Regions from separate parts of the Mus musculus genome. Here all the other regions are linked to region 3. A link is a contact called in public HiChIP or PLAC-seq and promoter capture Hi-C data. All regions are on one chromosome and are shown on one strand. Each heading gives the region's core, a stretch centred on a gene start, on an enhancer-like site or on the middle of the called end of the contact. The rest is flanking DNA. Distances are from core to core; before and after follow the strand shown. Region 1 has its middle 87 kb from the start of Rasa1. Region 2 has its middle 70 kb from the start of Rasa1. Region 3 holds the start of Rasa1 (RAS p21 protein activator 1).

Region 1 (2,755 bases), core at 47-2,546, 87 kb before region 3:
CAGCTGTAAAAACTAGGTGCAATGTGAATTTTTCTCAACAGTTACACAATTCAGAAAAGTACAGAATAACACAATGTGCCTTTTTGAGATGCATATACATGTAAATAATGTGAATGGTAAATGCAATTTCTGGACTCAGGAGAAGGAGAGAATGGGTTGGCCATAATCAGGCATCCAATTATAATTTATCAAATCTTATCCTGTAAGGTAGATGATGTAAGTTTTCATTTTCTCAATAAATGTTTTCTAAGTCTGAAATAACTCAGAAAATAAAAATGATAAGAGAAGGAAGCGAAGACAAGTGTTTTGATCTTAGGACAGAACTCATTCCAGTCTGATATCTGCTATTCACTCTACTCAATGCAGAGAACTGGACCTGATAGCTTTACTTTCCTAAACCTCAGTTCCTTGTCTGCATAATAGGGATGATGGCAATCTGGTTTAGCATTGTCAACAGCTAACACACAGGATGTTCTCAATGTGTTTTATATCATTCATGAAATATTAATAGTCATAAACATTAATTATTTATATATAGGTGTATATATAAATGCATTGCAAATGTGTGCATGTGCAGAGAGGATTCATGCACCGCAGTACCTTGGAGCACAGTATTTGCATTCTTATGATACCTTCACCCTTTTTCATATATAATCTTTTTATTTTGTACATGCTATTTTAATTTTAAGCATGGAAGAAAAAATTTTTCAGATAATCAACAGAACAGCTGCTAGGGGAAAAAATAGAAATAAAATAACTCAATGATTGAAGATTGAAGCTTAAAAGAATAGTTTTACAGTTAACAGCTGTGGGTCCCCAAAATAAGTATCTGATAACCACATGATTACAGGGGGGAAAGGAGGCTTCTCATACTGAAAATTTGTAGCTGGAGAGCTAAGAGCTGTTGGAAAATAATGACAAAATGTTAGTGTTGATGATTTTTCATAGAGAAAATAGATTACATGAAGAGAAACAGAGAATGTGATAATAGTGCCACTTAAAAAGGTTAAATTCATGTCAAGGCATGAGTGAGAACTGTGAAATATACATTAGACTCCATTTTAAGTTTTTGAAACCAGATTTGAATAAGGAACACTAAATATAGGTCATGAGAATGTCAATCACAACTTTTGTCCCTAACCATCTCCTCTTGTTCTTGTTCTTGTTCTCTGATCTTGAGGCACACACACAACTCATTGACATGTTGCTTCTGTTTTCCCTGGAGAGATGGACCACATGAAGTAGAGGAATCCAGATACCATTCTGGAATGTCATACCTCTTGTGAAATAGTGGCAAGCTTTTGCCCCTGGAAGCTCTTATTCTGTTATAAGGTAGGAATTTATGTAAGATACAACCTGACTCATACTCATATATCATTGAGAAAATATCCAAAACACCATCCAAATGCAAGATGCTAACCTCAGGAAACACTATGAACTGGAAAGCAAAAGGACTAATTTCTAAATAGTTCTCCCAGGAAGCAAAACAAACGCTCAGTCTGTTTGACTTCCTGTTTCTGTGCCTCCCACATAAAGTTTAGGCAGATGAATTAGAAAATTTCTCTGTTGACTTCCTTAGCTAGTACATACTTCCAGGCACCTGTGGGTTGCGTAAGTCTTAATTTGTTCACTTAACAAATACTATTTCAGTCTTGTTTGAACATTTTACTTGCTAGGCTTCTTAAGAGCGATTCATTACAGGAACAACAAGATTGCTTTCCAGAGATTAGCAATTCATATGAGGAAGAAGGAGAGTGACAGAGGAGGTAGTAGATCACATACAAAACATTTTGAAAAAAAAGAAAAGAAAAAAACTAAAATTCACTATTATAGCCCAAGATCAGAAGAGCCATGGGAAAAGGAATAGAAGAAGTACAGGGGACAGAAGGCTTCAAGGATTGTTATTTGGGAAGTAGGAAGCTCGTTACATCCTATAATGATAGGGTCTTGTCTAGAAAAGAAGATAGGTTTTGAGCAAAGACTTAAGAGGATGAGATAATTGCCTCCATAATTATCTTGTGAGCAGTCTTCTGTGAGAGGGAAATCTAGTTCCAAAGCCCCAAGGTACAGCTTTCCTGGCATGTTTGGAAACATGAGAGAGATGTTTATGATTGAAAAAGATGAGTCAGAATCATCCAGAAAGGAGGCACTCAGAAAACACGATCTTTCTTAAAACTCTCTACCTAAATCTATGACTTGTATTTCAGTAAGTTCAAGAATAAATTTCTGCTGTATATTATTTTTGTGTTTTATCTTGTCCCTCTTTCTCTTCCCACCCACCCTTCATAAGAGAAAGGGAGACTGATTTTCATGTTTGTGTGTGAATGGCCACTGGATGCCATGGCACACATGTGGAGGACAGAATTTGGATAGAAGTCCTTGTCTTTGACATTGTTTGAGAAACGCTTTCCATAATCCAGACGACCTGATCCAAGAGTTCCCACCAGTCTCAGAATCTGTACAGGACACACCAAGACCAAGTTCTTAGCACACAGGTGGATGTATTTTCCTCAGAGGGACAAAGACAGGGGAAAGAAGACAAAGGAGAGAGAAGAAAAGAGACAAGGGATAAACAGAAGGATTTTTTTTTTTTTGTATATAGATCTCTCTCACCATCTGCAAGTCATCAAGCCTGGTTCTGGGAAAATCACTTCCCTTGATTGTCATCTTGTATTAGGGAACCACTGTGGTGATAATTCTAGTTTTTAAACTAATTTTATGTATTTTATGTGTAAATGCATTACTTACATGCATG
Region 2 (2,700 bases), core at 125-2,624, 70 kb before region 3:
CTGTAATATAACAATTCTATTTACATTTGTGAAGATTATATAAATTGTTTAAATAAATCCTGTATTAGGGCACTTGTCTTGCAGCAAGTTCCCATGGGTGCCTGTTCTTGGATGACTATTCTCTTTATTGCTCCTGTTTGGAATTGTCCTCATCACTTCTCATCAAAACCAATTCTCAGACCTTTACATTGGCAAATCTAGTATGGTGCACTAACAGGTACCTTGGACACATTTTATAAATGTATTATTTAGAAAAAAAATAAAGGCAGTTACTGTGACATTGTAATACTATGTTCCAAGTATAGTTTATATTGTATTTTCCAGAACTGTTTGTTGTCAAGAAAGTAAAAAAGCAAGCTGAAGATTTCTAAAGTCTAATAGGATTTTTCAAAAATAGTTACCTTTTCCCCTCAGCTCCCTAGACGATACTCCACTTCAGATTTCTAAATAAAAGAGAGTTATTGTGAGGAGGAGAATGCACGCAGTGCTCTCAGTTATGAGCTACCCTTGGGCACATTTCCTCATCTCTTACTGCCTCTGAGCTCAGTAGGTCTCAAGCTATCACTTTCACATTTATTTCCCTCTAAGATAATAACTTTCTATCCCTCTTCCCCCCCCCCATAGCACCTGTATTTAACTAGTCTCCTTCCCTACATCTAAAAAGTCCTATCATGATTATGTGGGGAAGATCAATCACTCATTGAACAATCTAACATATTTTCCAGCATAAAATATGAAGCAACAGCACTAATTTGTAACACATGAGAGTAAATGATGTAGAAATGAAGCCATGCAACTGGATCTTTTAGCTGTTGTTTATTCAGAGTGTATGATGTATGGCTGAAGGAAGAGGCAATTCTTTGATCCTCTTGTTTTATGTTATAACAATGCCTTAAGGAATACTAACTCTCAAAATGGGCTATTATCTGTCATCTCTAAAATCTGCATTTCAGTGGCGAGTACAGTCCTGTAGTTATGAAACAAATCATAATGAAATGTTATCATCTTTCCAGCAGCCTGTGAAACATACTCCAAGGTCCAGTGACAGCAAATGTATTTTAGAAAATTATTTTATATGCGTATGATTATGTATTTTTAATTAATGGAACTTACATGAAATCAAAAATGGATACCTTATAGGAACTAGTAACAGTGGTGTTTGAATTACGTTTTTTTCAGAAAGGAATATAAATTTTCAAATCTTTTTGCTAAATTTTAGTATTGGGCACAAGAATATTCAGTTTTATCCTCTGATACTGATTTCAACACAAGTAGCTATGACTAGTAGAAATCTGGGAGATGGTCCAACTCATATCTTTACTGAAATACAGATGGTGAAAACTTCAGTCACTCACCAAGGTTCATCAAACCAGGTGGGGGAGATCCAGAGCTAGAGTCCTAAAGTCCTGGTTTCCAGAGCAGTGCTTGCTCAGTTCTTGAACCCATGTGAGCATTGTTTTGGAATCCATGCTTTCCCCCCACCCCCTTGTTCCTACGTTTCTTTATATGAGACAGAAACAGTCACAGTTCCCTCCAGGGCACAAGGAACACACACCATACCTTAAAGTGGAAGTCTCAAAGAAATGAATTATAATAAGATGGACATCATAAGATAGGAACAAACTTTGAGGACCCAGGCAATCTTGTCCTATTCAGTGAACATAAGAAAATATACACAAATTCTAAAATGTCTTGGGTTTCAGAGAACGCTCTATCAGTGAGTCATACCTTCAAAATAATGATGGCTAAGGAAGTGACTGATGATGCGTGGGTGAGAGGCTTTTTTTTTTAGAAGTCACATGAGAAAAAAATAGTTTAGCATGTGCAGGTCTGAAACATTCTTCCTTCCCCCGCTCTGACCAGGGCTTCCGCAAATGCTCAGACTGTCACTGACTAACTCAGATCCACTTTGCTTTCTGCTCTCTTACTTCAGACATTCTTGAGCTCAGGAAACAGTGTTCTTTTCTTTGAATAATCCACATTCCTTCACACCTCTCTTACGTTATCGTTGGTTTGTCATTGACTGAAAACAACATTTCATTTATCTTCACTTGCAATAATTCTTGATATCTTCCAAACAACTGATCTAATATCACCTCCTCCTTGAAGGCCTCACATATCTCCATACTTATATCAGTGCCTACATGCCATAGTGCCTTCATTGTGTATCTTGTCGAAATGAATGTAATATACCTTGTCCTGTAAAGTATTCCTCTCATAACTAATAATTAAAATCTATGTAAAACTTAAAAAAATTACTTTATTTTCATATATAATGTAATGTTAAGTTTCAGAAAATCTAGAGTTTTACAGACACACACACACTACCACCACCACCTCCACACCCTGGGCTTTCAGAAACCATATATAGTATAAACCCTTAGATTACATTCCATTTAAGAAAAACCACTGTGACATGGGTGTTTAGATATAAGTAATCTCTTTGGCAAGCTAAGTATGAGGAAATGAGTTAATAAAGGAAGAGAATAAAAAAGGGTACTTAATAATTGATTCCTGCTGTGGAAACACACTCAGTCCTGTTGAGAACTCTCTGGAAAACCATGTAGAAGGTATCTGTGAATGTCACATTGCAATGAAGAGGCAGGGGTATTATAAATCTGTCCACCCTTCATGTTGAGGGCTGCTCCAGAGAGTAGGATGGAAGACTGACTAGAAGTCACTCTTGCCTTGACTTTGTGA
Region 3 (2,700 bases), core at 71-2,570:
GTCTGTACTTTGTCATTTCCCTTAATGGTACTCCTTCCCTCTTTCCCTGGTATTCTATCTCAGCCTCTTGCTATTCTCAGCAAGTTAGCTTGGTCAAACTTAATAGAGAAAGTATTATCAATAATCAGTTGCATTCAATGTGACACTTTCCAGGGAGAACAGAAAAGCTAGTACAGTACATGAACCCTAAAGGGCAAATTTCTAACACGGATAAATTTCAAGCAACCAGCATGATCTCTCTATATGAATGGCTGCTTATATACTATCTGCTTTCATATTAGCAAACTATAGATTCAAGGGTGCCACATACAAAAATATCTGGAAAAAATTCCACCTGCATAAATTTTTGTCATTATTCTAATAATAACAAAATAAATGATATTTAGATTATATTAAGAGTTGTGGATAAGCTAGAGATGATTTACTGTGTAAATGGGAAAATGTGCCCAAATTATTTAAGATAATAATTTTGTAACTCAACAGGCCCCTGGAACCTATCCCCAGGGAACATGAAAAGATAATTCTAACAGTTGAGTATGTGTTTATGAATTTATATATACACACAAGTACGGGAAATAAAACTTTTTCCTAGGGTTCATAAAGGGTGACATTGATCTGTCAAAGTTTAGACATGTAGTGTGTCTTTGGTATGTGTTGCAGATTTTTGCATACAAACTAGGACAAAATATATTGGTTTATGACTTCGGTGGCACTTTTCCTCTAAATACTACATTCCTTCTCTGACAGCCAAACATGTGAGGGAGACATTCGGTGAAGAGAACTTATGTATATAATGGTAGCATTGACTTCTACCTTCATACTCTCCATGGCTTCTTTCAACCGTTGTTTTCTCAGGTCCAAGGATCTAGGCTTAAATTATTTCACCTAAGTTATACGGTGATTTATAGCATGCGACGGAAAGGAATAAACTATGAATACTGTTTTGATTTTTGTTGCCGACTGTACGGGCAGCTAAGGCCATTTTTCTACAAGTTACAAAGCAGTGAATGGACTTCCTGGCGTCATCCTTTCCTTCTCATCGCCCCCTCGTCCCTCCAGTCCCTCGGGCCTGGAGATGAGCTATCTTCCTTCTCTCCCTGTAAACAAAGCCGTGAGAGGTAGGCCTGCACCGAGCCCGGTGGCGTGGAGGGACGGCCGCACCACACGTCCCGCACCCTTCAGTGGGAAGCTGTGCCACGCCTCCGCGCGCGCCCGCCGCTTCCTGCCCAGGCTGCTTTTCCTTCTCCTCTGTCCGGACGCGCTCCCGGAAGGCGCCTGCGCAGAAGCCCCCGCTCCGCCCCTCCCTTCTTCCCGGCCCCGCCCTTCTTTCTCTCCCGGGTTTCGCTCCGGAGAGCCGCAGGTAGCCCGCAGCGGAGTCGGGCTCTGCGGGCCCGCCCCCTTCCTCGGCCCCGCCCACTGCTCCCGACTCCAGCCGGCGGAGATGAGGCTACGGTGGCTCTGGCATAGGCAGCCCCACTGGTGGCTGCGGTGGGGGCGGCCGGAACCCGGGCGTTGAGGCGCGGCGGCGGCGGCGGCCGAGGCGGCGCTGCCTCAGCCGCTGCAGCGGGCTTCCCTTCCTCTTTAGCGTAGCCAGGAAGTTTGGCGCCCCTGTGCATGTGTGCGCGTGAGTGTGGGTGTGCGCGGCGAGGTTTGCCTAGCGTTTCTGCAGGCGCTGGGTTTTTTGCCCGCGTCGCTTCCCGTAAGCCAGCCAGCAGCCGCGGAGCTTGGGGCTGTGGCCCGGGGAGGGGGCGCGGCGGCGGGCGCTCTCCTTTTGTTGTTGTTTCCTCTGCCTGGAGAGCTGAAGGGGGACGCGCCTGGGTGGGGCGGCTCGCAGCCCGGGCCTGCTGGCCCCCGGGGCTCCCGGGCGGCAGGGTAGCTAGAGGAGAGCGGGCTTCAACATGATGGCGGCCGAGGCGGGCAGTGAGGAAGGCGGCCCTGCGACGGCGGGCCCCGGCGGCGGCGCGGCCACGGGCTCCAGCGCCTACTCGGCAGCGTGCCGGGTCAAGTTACCCGCGGCCCTGCCGGTGGCAGCCGCCCCGTGTCCCGGGCTGGCGGACGCCGACTTGGTTGCGGCCCTCGGTGGCGGAGCCGCGTCGGGGTCCGGGTTCCTGGGGACCGGGCCGGTGGCCGGTGTCTTGGGGGGCGCCGCGCTGACCGGCAGTGCTGCTGCTGGCGTGGCTGGTGCTGCGGCCGCCGGACCTGCGGGAGACGTCGCTTTCACCAAGGGGACTCTGTCTTTGCCTGCTGAGACGCTCGGGCCGGGCGGCGGATTCCCTCCTCTGCCGCCGCCTCCTCAGCTGCCCCCTTTGGGCTCCGGTTTGGGGACCGTGGATGAAGGTGACTCCCTGGATGGACCAGAATACGAAGAGGAAGAGGTGGCCATACCGCTGACCGCACCTCCCACTAACCAGTAAGTCAAACTGCTGTTGAGGGATTGTGGAAGCTGGCTCCGTGTAAGAAGTGGGAAAGAAGGGGCAACGACACATACCGTGCTCCTGCCGCTGTGATTTGTTTGACAAGTTTTGAAGTTTCAGGTTCCATATATAGGGATTTAATTTGATCAGTCATTTTCCCCTACAGGCACTCTTCCTGGCGTCTTCGTATGTTTATTGCTCTTTTGGGAAGACGTAAAAGTTTTTAAGATGGGAAGCATGGGAAACTGTATTCAGTGGGAACCGGATATGGTTCTGCCCCTTCCTA

Evidence for each region. Promoter capture Hi-C pulls out the DNA fragments that hold promoters and counts their contacts. HiChIP or PLAC-seq counts read pairs in DNA pulled down with a chosen protein or histone mark.
Region 1: a contact with region 3 is called in an H3K4me3 HiChIP or PLAC-seq map of bone marrow-derived macrophages, with 2.8 times the contacts expected there. The contact joins the enhancer-like site here to the promoter of Rasa1 in region 3. A contact is called at or near these places in 1 of 39 promoter capture datasets (macrophages), 2 of 484 Hi-C or Micro-C datasets (CD4 T cells and Th17 cells), 2 of 115 datasets of contacts at active chromatin or transcription factors (CD8 T cells and bone marrow-derived macrophages) and 2 of 9 other capture datasets (adipose tissue and pancreatic islet).
Region 2: a contact with region 3 is called in a promoter capture Hi-C map of macrophages, with 5 read pairs. The contact joins the enhancer-like site here to the promoter of Rasa1 in region 3. A contact is called at or near these places in 1 of 39 promoter capture datasets (macrophages), 7 of 484 Hi-C or Micro-C datasets (CD8 T cells, Th17 cells, cortical neurons and 4 more), 2 of 115 datasets of contacts at active chromatin or transcription factors (CD8 T cells and bone marrow-derived macrophages) and 1 of 9 other capture datasets (adipose tissue).

The regions. Positions count from the first base shown.
Region 1 is chr13:85,375,347-85,378,101 of GRCm38.p6, reverse strand. No RefSeq gene overlaps it. Among named protein-coding and RNA genes, the nearest start is that of Rasa1, 87 kb to the right of the region's middle. Within about 2 kb of position 1,296, at least 21 of the 459 cell types and tissues checked have an H3K27ac peak or open chromatin away from gene starts, as enhancers often do. A contact at or near this core is called in bone marrow-derived macrophages, where this site is marked.
Region 2 is chr13:85,358,470-85,361,169 of GRCm38.p6, reverse strand. No RefSeq gene overlaps it. Among named protein-coding and RNA genes, the nearest start is that of Rasa1, 70 kb to the right of the region's middle. Within about 2 kb of position 1,374, at least 41 of the 459 cell types and tissues checked have an H3K27ac peak or open chromatin away from gene starts, as enhancers often do. A contact at or near this core is called in CD8 T cells, bone marrow-derived macrophages, embryonic fibroblasts and 1 more, where this site is marked.
Region 3 is chr13:85,288,106-85,290,805 of GRCm38.p6, reverse strand. It overlaps Rasa1 (RAS p21 protein activator 1), which reads left to right and starts at 1,320. Exons shown (of 25, transcript NM_145452.3): 1 at 1,320-2,410. The coding sequence starts at 1,899.